2 separate regions of the Mus musculus genome follow, and region 2 is linked to region 1. Evidence: chromatin contacts called from public Hi-C data. All regions are on one chromosome and are shown on one strand. The core of a region is the stretch at or near the end of the contact, and the rest is flanking DNA. Distances in the headings are between cores, read along the strand shown. Region 1 overlaps Rhoh (ras homolog family member H). Region 2 holds the start of 4930480C01Rik (a long non-coding RNA gene).

What was found. A called contact is a pair of places that touch in the nucleus more often than the background predicts.
Region 2: a Hi-C map of the G1E-ER4 cell line shows a contact between it and region 1, with 2.8 times the contacts expected there. The contact joins the promoter of 4930480C01Rik here to the enhancer-like site in region 1. A contact is called at or near these places in 2 of 15 datasets of contacts at CTCF or cohesin (large pre-B cells and thymocytes), 10 of 484 Hi-C or Micro-C datasets (CD4 T cells, CD4 single positive thymocytes, CD8 T cells and 4 more), 3 of 115 datasets of contacts at active chromatin or transcription factors (CD8 T cells, the HPC-7 cell line and embryonic stem cells) and 1 of 9 other capture datasets (embryonic stem cells).

The regions. Positions count from the first base shown.
Region 1 is chr5:65,895,812-65,903,572 of GRCm38.p6, forward strand. Rhoh (ras homolog family member H) reads left to right here. Exons shown (of 3, transcript NM_001081105.2): 3 at 1-889. Among named protein-coding and RNA genes, the nearest start is that of Gm32474, 13 kb to the right of the region's middle. Within about 2 kb of position 4,455, at least 51 of the 459 cell types and tissues checked have an H3K27ac peak or open chromatin away from gene starts, as enhancers often do. A contact at or near this core is called in CD8 T cells, the G1E-ER4 cell line, the HPC-7 cell line and 2 more, where this site is marked.
Region 2 is chr5:65,946,971-65,954,731 of GRCm38.p6, forward strand. 4930480C01Rik (a long non-coding RNA gene) reads left to right here and starts at 4,373. Exons shown (of 2, transcript XR_376988.3): 1 at 4,373-4,489; 2 at 4,908-5,237. It also overlaps a transcript of Chrna9 not described here.

The DNA of each region.
Region 1 (7,761 bases), core at 3,205-5,704:
TATGTCCTCATGTGTGTGGTGGGAGTTTGATCTATTCTCATAAGAGCCTTCGTGCCATCTGTGAAGGTCCCGCCTTTCTGACCACGTTATCTCTTAATCCTATCACAGTTGATCAGGCCTCAGAGGAGCAGTTTGAGGGGGAAGGGACCCACATTCCCTCACGCCAGTGCTTTTCTGTCTTACTTTATTCAGCCTAGCTAAATAGGGCAACAGAATAGGTTGGCCCCATACAATGGGTTAGGTGACAAGATGACAAAAAAAGCATCCCGATGGTGCAAGTATGTCGAGCACTTCAGATAGCTGGGCACTGTGTTAAGCTCTTGTGTGGTATGTAAGTGGCTCACACGAGCAACTTGGCCCTCAACATGTTAATGGGACAAGCCCGAGCCATACAGTGGGTGAGTATCAGAACTCCTAAGTCTGGAGCAGGTCTGTGTGGCTCCAAAGCTCTACTCAAAACCATCATGGCCCACTTCCTCCCTGAGCAGTTACCTGCATGGCTTTGCCACATCTGATATCCCATAGCTGCAGGCCTCTCCCCCTACTAGTCAAAGGGCTTGTATTTAAAAGATGGTGGTGATGATGATGATGGTGGTGGTGATGGTGGTGATGATGATTTTGGCTTGTTCATTTGTTACTGTTGTTGCTGTTTTGAGAAAGGATCTTGCTATGACCTTAAACTCATGGTGCTCTTTCTGTCTTATATTATCCAGTGCTGGCGTTATAGGCACACATCACCACACACAACTTAAAAGGTTATTTTTATTTATTGTTTTGCATTTTACTGGTTATCAAAATCAAGGCCTCTTGAATACCAGGCAAGTGCCCCACCCTGAGCTATGCCCCCAGCCCCAAAAGATTGTTTTTAAATAAAATATTCTAAGTCTAATCTCCCTCTTCCCCTTTTGCTGTTATTTCTGGTAATGAGGCTATGCTCTAGTAACTCACCCAGTATCATCTATTGCAGGATTCCTATCTCCACCCTGGGATTTTCAGTGTAATTTCCTGCTTGTGACTGCTTGTGTGAGAAGAGGCAGACACGAAATCCAGCTCAACTTCATGCTTTCAACAGCTTGGAAAAATTCTGATTTCTTGTTATCTCACTCTTAAGGTCTCACATATTCCCTGAATGAGCAACAGGGGAGAGGAGAGCCTGACTCTGCCCTTTTGAGAATTTGATACCCAGTAAGGGCACTTTATGCAGCCTGAGATGTGGTAGAAGCATTCCAGTTTGGCAGATCTGTGGTGTTATAAAGAGACAGGGGGTGGGGGGAGGTGGGGGTGTGTGGGGGGCGGCAGACCTCTGTGAGTGTCGGTCCCCAGGGTTAGAAGGCAGTCCTTTGGGGTTGAGTAACTTCAACATAGCTCTGTGACAGGACTTACCAATCCTCAGATGCTGTCTCTTTGGATGAGGTAAAGAAATACAATCTCGCTGGGCGTGGTGGCGCACGCCTTTAATCCCAGCACTCGGGAGGCAGAGGCAGACGGATTTCTGAGTTTGAGGCCAGCCTGGTCTACAAAGTGAGTTCCAGGACAGCCAGGGCTACACAGAGAAACCCTGTCTCAAAAAAAAAAAAAAAAAAAAAAAAAAAAAAAAAAAAAAACAATCTCCAGCCAAGATCTCCAACAGCTTTTGTCAAGATAACAACAAGGCATAGTAGCTACATGTGCTGGGAGCTCATGAAGGCCCATGACTAGACCTACTGTCTGAATTATATATTGATATAAAACTCAGTGCTATGTAAAAAGTCATAAATAATGAAAGAGTAAGAAGTTCGACAGTGAACACTTTGGAGTCAGGAAATCTGAGTTGAATGTCTTACATCCCGAATTCCCTCTTCTTAAAACATAGGTCCTATGTTTCTAGAACATTCTATAGAGGGATTCAATAATCATTGTGGGAGAACTTTGTGCCTGTAAACTTTTGTTCAGTCACATTATTGTGTGTCTGCTGGATCCCTGTGCCGAAATCTCTAATCAGATCAGAATTTTCTAGAGGTTTCATCATGTGGGCAACATGACGGGAAACCCACACAGAAGCAGATTCTGCTTATAATATTGTCAACTAAAGCAAGGTGGATAATGACACATAGAGTAATAAAAATAGCAACAAACTCCATCTGAATGCCTACTGTCTCCAGGCCTGTGTCAGCACTTTAGATACCTCAGCACACATGTGTATACACACACACACACACACACACAGGATGTGGTGGGTTAGTATTATTTTGCTGAGTTTCAGACATCTACATAGAGATGTTTCTTTTCACAGTCACTTTTCAAATGTCCCAGTTGACCATCTAATTTCCATACCCATAAACTTGGCCTGCTAAGTTATATGACCAATGATGTTCAGTGGCCATTATGGTTGCTAGTTTAGACAACATGACCGTTCCCTGTCACACACGGGAGTGCATGCTGCCAGTTAGTGCTTAGCAGTCTTCCTGAGTGACCTGCCTTCTGTCATTCTTTCTGTAACTTTCTCAGGTGAGCATACCCTGCCCTGACAGGCTCTGTTTGCTCTCTACATTTCTGTTGTCCACTGTTTCTGCCTTCCAGGCTTGTCCATGCACCCAGCATCCCAGATTTCTTCCTAGCTGTTTCTGCTCTCGAAGGGCTCTCTCCTTTTACCCATTATCCCTTGGTGCTGTCTGTCTACAATGACCCCATGGGACCCCATGGTTGGGGCTCCAGCTGTAGCTTCCTCTGGTCTCTGAGATGGCATTTCCTCTCCTGGTCTTCAGCCCTAAAGAAGGCTGAGGTCAGCACCCCAGTGGGGTCTGTTTATGGAGGTCTCTCAAGCATTGTTTTCATTCACATCTTTTCGTTGAACCACACAGGATGAATTTGACTTCTTGCTGGACTCTGGATGACATGCACACTAAATAGTAACTTATCTGTATGTTCTGGTGTTTGCTGTTCAAATCCCCACTGGTAGGTGAGGGTAGGCGGTGTGGGTAACTAACTGCCCTTCCCTGAGCCACAAAATCCAAAACAAAACCACACACCTCATCCATCTGCCATGACTAGAAAGGAGGACTTGATTAACTAGTACGATGGCTCTGGGGGAGAAATGTTACACAAGATGAGTTTTCCATGACACAGTCAATGCTGAAGAAACTGTCAGTCTGCATGGTGCATCAAGAGGGACTAGCAGCCAAGCAGAGAAGCATTTCAACTTAAAGAGAGATATTTGACCTCAACACCACCGTGCTTATCTAGGATCCTGTGCTGAGGCAGGAGGATCAAAAGTCTGAGCTGAGACTGGGGAATATATTCAGACCCTGTCTAAAGAAATAAAAGGCTATTTCTTAGTTGAGAAACTACATTTAGCCAATGAACAAGAGAAAATATGCTAATCATATACCTACTCATCATAGACCTGTTGCAAAACCCATCCATGACATACCTTTTTCAAACCACCATATCAGCAAAAGAATTTAAAGGTATGATAATGCCAAGCATCGGTGGGGGCGTGAAGCAGTGGGAGGGCCTGCATGCTGCCGATGGAGTGTGATTGGTATAGCTTCTGTCTTTGCTTAGGACATCAGGGTATCTTATACTGGTGAACCCTTGTCCCCAAATCCAGGCCCAGAGATAAGCTTACATAGATTTCCAGGAAGACACAAGTAAGAGCGCTTGGTAGCATGGCAGGTAATGGCGAAGCTGGAGACAAGACAATGTCACGATCAGACGAAGGCCAATTAAGTTTTGGGGAACTCACACATAGACCACAAGGAAGCACAGGAAAGGAATGATCTATAGCTGCATATTGCAACATGAATGAGTGTAGACAAATGTGAGGGAGAAAAATGTGAATAAAAAATAACGTAGACTTATTCCATTTCTATGACATTCAAATGTGAGCAAAACTTAACATTTAGGGTTAAAGGCATTTTAAAGAATAGAATAGAACTCAAGTAAGTGGTTACCTCTTTTTTATGAGACCACGGAGTATGAATGTACAAGGCCACCAGAGGTGTGACATATATTGGACACCTTCTTAAATTTGGAAAATCAGTAACTGAGTGTTTGTTGGGATTTTTCTTTTATTATCTAGCCTTCAAAAATTCTTACACATTTTTTCTGCATACACACACACACACACACACACACACACACTGTCACTGTCTTCAGACACACCAGAAGGGCATCAGATTACAGATGGTTGTGAACCACCATAGTTAATGGGAATTGAACACAGGACCTCTAGAAGAGCAGTCAATGCTCTTAGCCAGTGAACTATCTCTCCAGCCTCTTTATCTGCTTTTAAAAGTATGGTATAATTAATAACTTAAAATATTATTGAGAAGTTGGAGTCTAAGGTCAAATTCCCATATCTGAAGCCCGGCTCTGCCACCCCTGAGCTCCCCAGCCTCGTGTGAGTGGACTAACCTCTTTGTGTGTCGTGTTCCTCATAGCGTGGAGCAGGTAAAATGAAATCATAGACTTGTGAGCGCTATCAGCTAAGACAGCAAGGCCTTACTAAGCCTGGTGCCCAGTAAATGCCCAAGAAACAGCATGTGTGACATCTGATTATCATGTCTTTTGTGGGTGAGGACACCAAGTCTTTGGCAGATCACAGACTCACGAGCTGGCAAGCCTGGACCCTCTCAGTCTCCCAACCAACTTGAGAGGTTGACTCCTGTGCTCTATGAACAGACAAAGACCCTGAGGGGCTTACCATATCATGTGCCTATCATTATCTATCTCCATTTCATGGTGGCCTTCTTAGCCCCAGACTATGCAAATAGCCAACGTTCCTGATTTTGTGGTATTCACCTCTAGTTAGGAATGGGTGGGCAGACAGTATTTGTATGAAGAAGTAAGATCAAGGGAGGAGAGCGATCTGTGCAAAGAATAGAACAAACTGGGAGAAGGGAGAGAGCCTTCCCTTGGTGTCTGGGTTGTGCAAACAGGCCTAACTGAAGAGGAGGTGAGTGACCAGACGTACCTGTGTTGCCATTTTGAAATAAACAGCCCCTCTGGAAGAGAAAGCCTGCTGGAGAAGGATGCACAGGTGTTACATTAATTAGTGTTCGATGCTGCAGAGCCTTTCACAGGAGGGAAGGATTTTCCTGGGGTCTGCTGCGGTCTGCCCACCTGTGAGGAAGCCCTGACTGGGGCTGTCTGCAGTGGGGGTTAGCAAACAGCCTACAGTAGCACAGTTCGCAGAAGCAGAACACAGCCTAGAGCTCCTGCCAGCCGGTCGTTTCTAACGGATTCTGAACAAAAGGAAGGAAATGACTAGAACTCAGGATGGAGGAGATAGGGCTCAGAGCCAAGACCACAGAGTGATGCTGAGAAGCAGCGAGGCCACACCCTCCAGAGCCCACCCCTTGAAGCAGCTGGACTCGTTCACCCTTGTGGCAGGGCTGTGATAGACAGGCATATGGTGAGGTCTAGAACTTTCACATGGACTGAAACAGACTGGAGTTAATTCAAGTGCATCACTGGCATTAACTTCAGGGCAGCTGGGCCTGTCATCTTGGGAATTTCCTGAGGAGAGCCTTGAATTAATCGCTGTACATGTGTCGTGTACTTATGTCTCAATTCCATCTTGTCCCACGCCCCTGTTTTTATCTCCTCTTCCTCTCATCATCCCTATCCACAACCGGGTACCCATCTTAGCCATCTGAAACGGTAGATGCTGGCCTCTGTGGTGTGTGTGTGTGTGTGTGTGTGTGTGTGTGTGAGAGAGAGAGAGAGAGAGAGAGAGAGAGAGAGAGAGGGAGAGAGAGAGAGAGAGAAGGGGGGGTCTCAAGGGAGGAGTGAGGATTGAAAAAAGAAGAAAAACAATTAGACAACCTTATAACATGACTCCAGTCAGTGCTGAGGCAGAGGAAGGCTTATTTTTCTCCAGCCTGCTTTTATGTCATTTTAGGTACACCCCCCCCAAAAAAAAGGTCAGTTTTTAGATCAAAGACAAAGAAATCAAGCAAAGTAGTAAACAAGGAGATCACACAAGATAGTAATTAAGTAGCCGGGTGTGTTGGTGCACGCCTTTAATCCCAGCACTCGGGAGGCAGAGGCAGGTGGATTTCTGAGTTCGAGGCCAGCCTGGTCTACAGAGTGAGTTCCAGGACAGCCAGGGCTACACAGAGAAACCCTGTCTCAAAAAACAAAACAAAAGATAGTAAAGTAGTGAGCAAAAGGATCACACAAGGTAATAATTACTTAAAACAGTCCAGCCCCGCGCTAGTGGTCTCTGATATTCTTATCTGGACCTACTTCCTTGTCCGAGACTAGTAGCAAAGGCCAAATTCCTAGAAGCAGCACCAAATCTCTCCGCGGGTGTGCGGTCTGCCGCAGCACCTGCTTGCTTCGTTTCTGCCTAAGTGTTACCCGTGGAAAGGTCAGCACACAAGGTTTGGGAGTCCTTTTTGCTTTCTACCATGCTTGAGGCAGGATCTTTTAGAATACTACAAACTAGCAGGCCCTTGGGCTTCCAGAGATTCTCCTGCCCTGTCTCTGGTCTTGCTGTAGGAGCCCCAGGACTACAAACACACTCTATTGCATCCGTACTGGCTGGTTTTGTGTTAACTTGACACAAGCTAGAGTCATCAGAGGGGAGAGAGCCTTGGTTGAGGAAATAACCTCTATTACAGCTGAATCTAATGAGACCCAGCTGTAAGGCATCTTCTCAGTTTGTGATCCATTTGTGGTTGGGGACATCCCTGGGCTGGTGGTCCTGGGTCATCTAAGAAAGCAGGCTGAGCAAGACATGGAAAGCAAGCCATTAAGCAGCACCCCTCCATGGCTTCTGCATCAACTCCTACCTCCAGGGTCCTGCCCTGCTTGAGTTCCTGTCCTGACTTCCTCTGGCGATGAACAGCAGTGTGGGCGTGTCGGCTGGATGAGACCCCTGTCCTCCCCAACTTGCTTTTGGTCGTGGTGTTTTGTCTCCGCAATAGGAACCCTGCCTAAAACAGCATCTGACTTTATTATGTGGGTCCAAGAGATCCAATCTCAAGTTGTTAGCCATCTCCTTGGCCAGAAGCCTGTTTCTCTCCCTGTAATCATTGTCTTTCCCCAACGACTCCTGGGATGCTCGTAGATGCCTCTGAAGTGCTTTTCCAGGTCTTATCTTAAGGACGGCAGGATCGGCCAGCACCTAGGACTGGGTGCACGGTCTTCCATGACCTCAGCGCAGCCCTGCAGCTAGTCTTACTGGGTCACTTTGCAGGCAGGCACTTTGAGCTAGGGCTCAGGAAGCTTGAATGACTCATCCATGCGCTGTAACTCATGCTCACAGAAGCAGACTTTATGCTTATTTCTCTCGACCCCAATTCCCCTCCTCCACCCTCTGCCAGCACACTAAAGATGCTCTGGGAGTGGGGTGAGGTGACACGGCTTGGCCAGGTGGGACTCATAATTATTGACCAGAAACAAGGTGTGCTAACTCGAGTAAGCTGGGAGACGGGACCCTCAGCTGAAGCACTGCTTCTGTCTCATTGGCTTGTGGGCATGCCGGTCTGCAGGGCAGTTTCTTGATTGTTGATTGATATGCAAGAGTCCTATCCAGTGTGGGTGGTGCTACCCCTGGGCAGGCAATCCTGGGAGATTTAAGAAAGGTCACTAAATGTGAATCTAACAGTAAGCAGCACTCTTCGAGGTCTCTGTTTCAGTTCCTGCCTCTGGTTCCTGCCTGTCGCTGTTGCTCTGACTTCCCTCAATGGTGTAAGCTGAAGTAAATGTCTTCTTCCCTCACTTTGTGTTTTAGCATAGCAACAGGAAGCAAACTGGGACGTGAGGTCTCCT
Region 2 (7,761 bases), core at 3,123-5,622, 51 kb after region 1:
TGAGTCTGGGCAGAGGTGGGAGTGAGGTTTTGATAGAGATGCCCCATCTACATAGCATAGTAAATTGCAAGGTTTGCCATATACATATATACCTACATATATATATGCATATATATATATATATATATATATATATATATATATATATATATATATATATTTAAAGACAGGGTTTCTCTATGTAGCCCTGGCTGTCCTCGAACTCACTCTGTAAACTGGCTGATCTCAACTCACAAAGATCTACTTGTCTCTGTATCTTGAGTGCTGAGATTAAAGGCATGAACCACCACCACCTGACTTACAATTGCCATTTCTCATATTATATTTTATATAATGTATAATCATAGAAATAAATGATTTTTTTTTTCGAGACAGGGTTTCTCAGTATAGCCCTGGCTGTCCTGGAACTCACTTTGTAGACCAGGCTGTCCTCGAACTCAGAAATCCGCCTGCCTCTGCCTCCCAAGTGCTGGGATTAAAGGCGTGCACCACCACACCCAGCTAGAAGTAAATGATTTTAATGTTCTTCATTTTATCTTTAATTCTGTTCCTTAAGATGCCTTTTTGGGTTTTGTTCTAAAATAAGATTTTCTTATGCAGCTCAGAGTGCTCTGGAACTCACAATTTTCCTGCTTCAGACTTCAAAGTGCTGGGACATGGCTGGTGACTGTGTCTACTTTGATAGATATTTTTTGTCATGCTGGAATTATAGATGAGCATAATTTGCAAATGAGAAATGTACATACCTGGGAGTATTTGCTGAAAATTTTAATCAAGAATTACAGAGAATGGTTCTCTTGAGAAGTCTACAACTCTGTGTATGTGCACATGTGTGTGTATGTGTGTATATGTGTGTGTATGCATGTATGCATGCACATGTCTAATTATGTATGTATGTTTATCTCTCCCTGAGCATCTTTCTCTGATAACTCATTTACTTCAATCTATGTTTAAAAAATATCTCCTTAATAACCTCTAACTCTCAACTTGGCTTTCAAAACAGAAATGTACAGAGAGGTCACAAAATTGTAGCCGGGCGTGGTATCACATGCCTTTAATCCCAGCACTCGGGAGGCAGAGGCAGGGGGATTTCTGAGTTTGAGGCCAACCTGGTCTACAGAGTGAGTTCCAGGACAGCCAGGGCTACACAGAGAAATCCTGTCTCGAAAAAAAAAAAAAATAGAAAAGAAAAGAAAAAAAAGAAAAATGTTGAAGACCTCTAGATTAGACCATAATACTAACTCCATCCAGGTAAGGCTATTTGTTATCTTTGACACACCTTGTTCCCCCAAGCAAAGGTGTGACATAGAAGGTACAACGTAAAACCTGCTCCATGTTTGGGAACCCAGTCACTGAGAGTCTGGAGTCCTGTGGAATATTCTATGTCTGAGCTAGAGCAAGTGAAAGAAACGCAAGGTGGAACCAGGTATCTTGTCAAACAAACCGCATGCACGTGCTTCTATGATCACAGAGAACCTGTGGCGGCCATATTCACCTCAGGGGAGCTGTGCTAGCCATGGAAAACGAGGGCTTACTCCTGAACGTGCTATTGACACAGATCTTACACATGAGGCTGGAGAGACGTGTGTATGTGAGAGAGGTGTGTAAAGTGCTTACCACACAGATATGAGGACCTAAGTTTGGGTCTCAGAAACCACACAGAACAGGGCATTGTATCCCACTGTGGATCTGTAATCCTAGTGCTACTACAGCAAGGTGAGAGATAGAGACAGGAGGAATGCCCGGAAACCTGCTGGCCAGCTAGCTTGGTGCAGCCAGAATTGACTACCTGTCTCAAACTGCATGAACTGGCTCCTGAGGTTCACACACGTGTTATCTCATGAACTCAGGCCGGTGAGATGGCTCAGCGGGTAAAGATGCTGTCTATGAGTCTGATGCCCAGGCCCTCATGGTGAAAGTTGAGAACTGACTCCCACAAGCTGTCCTCTGACCTTCACACCTGTGCCATGACATGCACAGATGTCCCTCCACTGCATATACAATGAATTAACAAATGCAGGAGACATCTTATTCTTACGTGTGAAGATAAGCTGGGGAGGCTGGATTCCCAGCTCAGCGGTAGAGCACTTACTTGCCTGGTGAGCTGGAGGGGCAGTTTTGTCCCTGGTGCTCCCCCCACCCACAGCACGGAGTCACAAGCACAGATTAGTTTAATATTGGTAAAATGGTTATACAGCCATACAGCTGGCCTGGTGGCGTACACCTTTAATCTCAGCACTTGGGAGGCAGAGGCAGGCAGATTTCTGAGTTCGAGGCCAGCCAGCCAGGGCTATACAGAGAAACCCTGTCTTGAAAAAAAAACCCAAAAACAAACAAACAAACAAACAAACAAAAACAAAAAGAAAAACAAAGCTATACAATGTTCAGGATCTTTGAAACTCTTTTTGTTTTTTTGATAGTCAGGCACGGTAGCACAAGACTGTACTCCCAGTACTAGGGAGGTAGGGGCAGGAGGATGGCAAGTTCAAGATCAGCCTGGTCACATGGCAAAAGTATCTCAGAAAACAAGGACAAAAAAATATTTTGTATTAAAATGATCATGACAGCACTATAAATGGTAATAGACTGAAAATAACCAAAATAGATCTGTTAGATAGATAGATAGATAGATAGATAGATAGATAGATAGATAGATAGATAGATAGATAGATAGATAGATAAGCTTGCTATATGATGCAGATTTTAGTAAACAGTTGGAAAATTTTGTCAGACAGGTAAATTCAGTATTAATCTTGATGTAAATGCCAGAATTATTCTTAACAATGTTCAGAATTTGGAGGAAGAAAATATTTCCAGGCCGGAGAGATGGCACAGAGGTTCTGGATAAAGGTGGAAGGAGAAACGAGACTCCACAGACAGGTTGTCTCACTGTCAAATGTCAGCTATGTTCAGTCTCTCCCTGCCTCTACCATGCGCATAATAAAGAGAGACGTAAAAGAAAATACCCCAAAGGGAGGAGAGATGGCTCAGCAGTTCAGAGCACCAGCTGCTCTTGCAGAATATTGGGGTTTGGTTTTCAGCACCCACATGATGGCTCACATCTGCCTATAACTTCAAGGGGCCCAACATCCTCTTTTGGCCTCTGAGGGCACCAGGAACACATATGGTTCACATACATGCACACAGGCAAACCACTAAAAAAAACCAAGAAAAGTAAAAATAAAGAGAAAATATCCCCAAGAGACAACAGTGGTTGTCTCTGATAATGAGATTATAGGAGACTTTTTGTGCCTCTAGATCGTTTGTTTTCATATTTTTCTTTTTTTTTTTTCTGGAATAAGCATGTATTATTTTGTGATGTGAAAGAAGAAAGGAGAGAGAGAGAGAGAGAAAACCATGCCATGCATGGCTGGCCTGAGTCACAAGCTGAATTCTCATGTTTAAATTAGTTTCAGAAACAAGGAGTGGTTTCTAGGCAACGGGCTTGGGAACTCATGGTCACTGCCATTGTTGCTACAGCGTGTGTGCGTGTCTTCGAGAAACTGCACTGGATGAATGCAGACCCGCTAAGGAGAAACAAGCTTTGCCACCCAGTTTTGGTCATGGGGACTTGAGTTACTGTGACCCTAGGGGCAGACAGTTGCCAACGATTTTTTTTTAATTTATTACTAATAAATGACTGAGTTAATGAGGATTGTCATAGGCGAGAAATCTGACAGAAATCTCAGTCATTTCAGAGGGTGTGGGAAACCGAGGGGGGGGGGGGAGCCAAAGCCAATGCCCCCACGCACACCACAATAGCTTTGCCGTGAACTCAGGCCGCCAGGGGCTGTGCCAGACAGATTGCATCTTAAGATGTGAAAAGATTGCTTCACAGTCTCTGTAGTCGTTTACTGTCATTACAGGCAATCCTGGGCAGCCAGGGGGCTTTTAATCGAGAGGAAACACTGAAAACTGGAACCAGGGCAATAAAAGCCTTGGCCCTCACTGTGGACTCTGAAGGGGGCGGAGCCAAGAACCTTATTGTTTCCAGGGCCCTTGTTCTTCCCCCAAGCGCCCACAGAAGGCGTTACTCAGCCCAGGAAGTGTATTCTGTTGACATTGACTACTATATTTTCAGCAAGAAAAGGCGAGTTTCTGAAAAAAATAGTGTCAGAGCTCGGCCCTCTTGTGGCAGAATCTCACATGGTCCAAGATGGCCTGGAACTCTATGTAGCTGGGGGATTGGGAGTGGGGGTGGGGCGATGGGGAGGGGGTGGGGGAAATGGGGGGTGGTGCTGGTCTTGGTTCACTTTATTGCTTCCTTACGCACCCATGATTCATATTCTTTCTCTTTCTCTCACTGTGTGATGTCACCTGCCATGTTATGACACAACACAAAGGCTCTCAGGAGATGCAGCTGCCTAAGATACTGGAACTGTGAGCTATATAACCTTCCTTTCTTTACAACGTATCCAGCCCTAAGTATTTTGTTACGGCAAATCAGACAAATAGAAGGACTAGTATTTACTCGGCCTTTTCTTATGAGGTAATTCTTCAGGACAGGCACGTTTTCATCTTTGTACTCTGGGCTTATCGTACATAGGCTGACCCTACATAGGTTTGTGCTTATCCACTACTCTTCTTGTTTTTTTGTCAGTGATGGGGGCTTCCGTATGGTAGGCAAACACTGTATGACTGAGCTACATCTCCATGTCTCACGGTCTTGAGTGACAAATGCAGCCTGCTTCAGTTTGAATGTGGTTTGAGTGTTCCCTTAAAGGTTTATGCTGGAAGCTACGCCCCCTAGTGGGCCAGTAAAGGATGACATAGAACATTTGAGAGTAGTGCAGTGGCCCGGAGATGGTCAGTGGTTTGTTAGGGGTAATTCACTTGGAGGGGATTCAGGGACTTTTCAGTGGTTTGTGGTGAAAGTCTAATTCTCTCTCTGGCTTCTTGTCTGGCAGTATGGTGGCCTCTGCCATGAGGTCTCTCTAGGACCCAACAGATACTGACACATGCCCTTGAATCTCTAGAGACTCGTGATCTCTGCCTCCTGTGACATCCCAGCCTGGGGCTCCATGGACTCCCTCTTTTCCTAACCTCTCATCGGGAAGATAAATCAACCCCATTCCCCTGTGGTCTACTCCCTCGGCAATACTTAACTCGTTTACCACAGCTTAGCTTACAAGTGTGCCTTTTTTTTTTCCAGACAGTCCACAAACGCACTGATAAAGCAAATATTCTCTTATGAGCCCTGTGCTCTGCTTTCAATAAATGTGTTCAGTACAGATTGAGTAGCGAGAGTTTTGTTGTTGTTTGTATAGGCAGGCTCTTGCCATGCAGCCCAGGCTGGTCTAAAACTCACGATCCCCCTGCCTCAGCCTCTCAAATACTGGGGTTACAGGCCTCTGCCACTAAGTTTGGGTTAGTCTTTAAATTCTTACAGAACTGACTTCCTAGTGTCTGTTCACACTGTAAACGTCTCTAGCCACCTCTCCTTGGCCAAACATTTATTCTTATTTAAAAAGGGTCACCACAATCCTTGATTCCTGTGGTGTTGCAGTTTGAGGTAGGTAAACCTGGAATCTTCTGCCCAGGAGCTTACAGTCTTGTGCATATATTGACTTGGCTGTTTTTCTGGATTTGGATCTAGGGTGGAGCCCACATCTGTTTAGCTTCTTCCATTCTGCCTGGAACCTGCCAGCTCCGAGGCCAAGCAGGGATCTGCTCTGACAAGCTGCGTGTGATGCTGGTGGGAACAAGTACCTGGTGTCTCTAGCAGAGCCTTTACTCCTTTGTACACCTGGCCTCTCAAGGCTGCCCTTTAGGGAACCAGGTCCTCCCCAGACACACATGCAATATAGCCTAAGTCCCAAAGTGCAGCTACTATGTCCCCCAAGGTGGACACAAGGCAGCACTCCTGTTCACGGGAGGCCAAGCAAGACTGCCTGAGGAGGTGTGTTGTGGGAGAGGCTCTCTCTGTTGGCACTCTGAAAGTCCAGACTCTGGCCAAGACTGTCCTGTATTTCATGAGTGTTTATTGGTTACCTCTTATATTTCTGGCATGGAGCTGTGAAGACAATATGTGAAATGGGTCAGCATGGGTTTGGGGAGAGAAATCACGCAACACTGGGATTGAAGAAGAGGTAGGAATGCTAGGTTGATATACCAGTAACTTCAAGAACGTCCTTGAGACAAGGGGGAGATTGGGGAAAAGGCATCCTTAATTACATGACTTTCAAAATGAGCCCTGAAAGAGAAAGGCCTTGCTCGTTGGGCAAAGAAAGGGGAAATGTTTTTGGCTAAGGGACAGTCTGTACAACATGGAAGCATGGAAGAGGGCAGCAGGCCCCTCTTATTAGAAAATCTATGTTGGGTGGCAGGAAGTAAATCCCTGAGAGAAGACAAAGGGAAAAACAGGGCTTCCTGTGTTGTGTTTTAAAGTAGAGGCCTTACCTCACGCGTCGTGCAGGAACAGAGAAAGAACCAGGTGGAGCGTCAGGTACAGTACACATGTCAAATCAAAAGACACTTTCTTTTCTACATACAACAACAGTTTTACACTTGAACAGTTTGTGGGAGCCTGCACCAGATCTGCACAAGCTCAAGCCAGACAAAATCCAAGCACGGCGGAGTGCAGAGGTGGACCCAGCCCCATCCCTGGCAATCTATAGCTGCTGAGAGAGAGAGAGAGAGTCAGTTTTCTTTGAGGGTGTGACCCCTGGTTGGTCCACCATGTCTCAGTGGATGACCTTATATCTCAGGGTATATGTGTAGGGCAGATTGGGCTAGATGGAAAACAAAAACAAAAATAAATTATCATCATCAACAACAACAACAAAACCAACTAAAGTTGGGTGAATAGGGAAGAGAGAGGCTTGAATCTGGGAGGAGTTGGGAGAGATTTGGTAAATATGATCAAAATGCATTGTACACAAAAAATAGATTTAAAATAATAAGGGATAAAAAAGACAGCATGAAAATAGAGGGTAATACTAGAGAAAGAGAGAAGAGACCTGGGGCGGGGGGAGCAGAAGACAACAGGGGTAGGTGGGGTAGGTAGGGTCAAAAATGTTCCACGCATGTACAAAATTGTCTGTCATAAGGAAACCCTATATCCTGTATAGCTAATATGCACCTTTATGGCAGTCCTCAACCTGTGGGTTTCGACCGTCTGGGGGTGTCAAAGGACCCTTTCACGGGGATTAGTGTGACCTCAAATCTAATCTTGCTACATTATGGACTCATAGAAATAGCAAAAGTAAAGTTTTGAAATTATTTTATGGTTTCAGGTCACCACAACCCGAGGAACCGTATGGAAGGGTGGCAGCATTAGGAAGGTTGAGCATTGCTCTCTGATCTGAAGTGTCCCCCACTGACTCACGGGCTTAAATACCTGCTCTCCAGCTGGTGATGATATTTGAGAGGTTGGGGCACCTTTGGAAGGCAGGCTTTTTGCTGGTATATGACATCTGGTTCCTTCCTGTCTCAGTCTACTTCCTGCTCTAGGTACCATATTAAAAGTGCCAGCCGGGCGTGGTGGCACATGCCTTTAATCCCAGCACTTGGGAGGCAGAGGCAGGTGGATTTCTGAGTTCGAGGTCAGCCTGTAGACCAGCCTGGTCTACAGAGTGAGTTCCAGGACAGCCAGGGCTACACAGAGAAACCCTGTCTCGAAAAACCAAAAAAAAAAAAAAAAAAAAAAAAAAAAAAGTGCCTACACACACACAAGCACACACACACACACACACACAGCCACAGAGCAATGCTAGACTTTACTCTCTGAAACCATGAACCGAAGTAAAGTCTTCTCAAGTC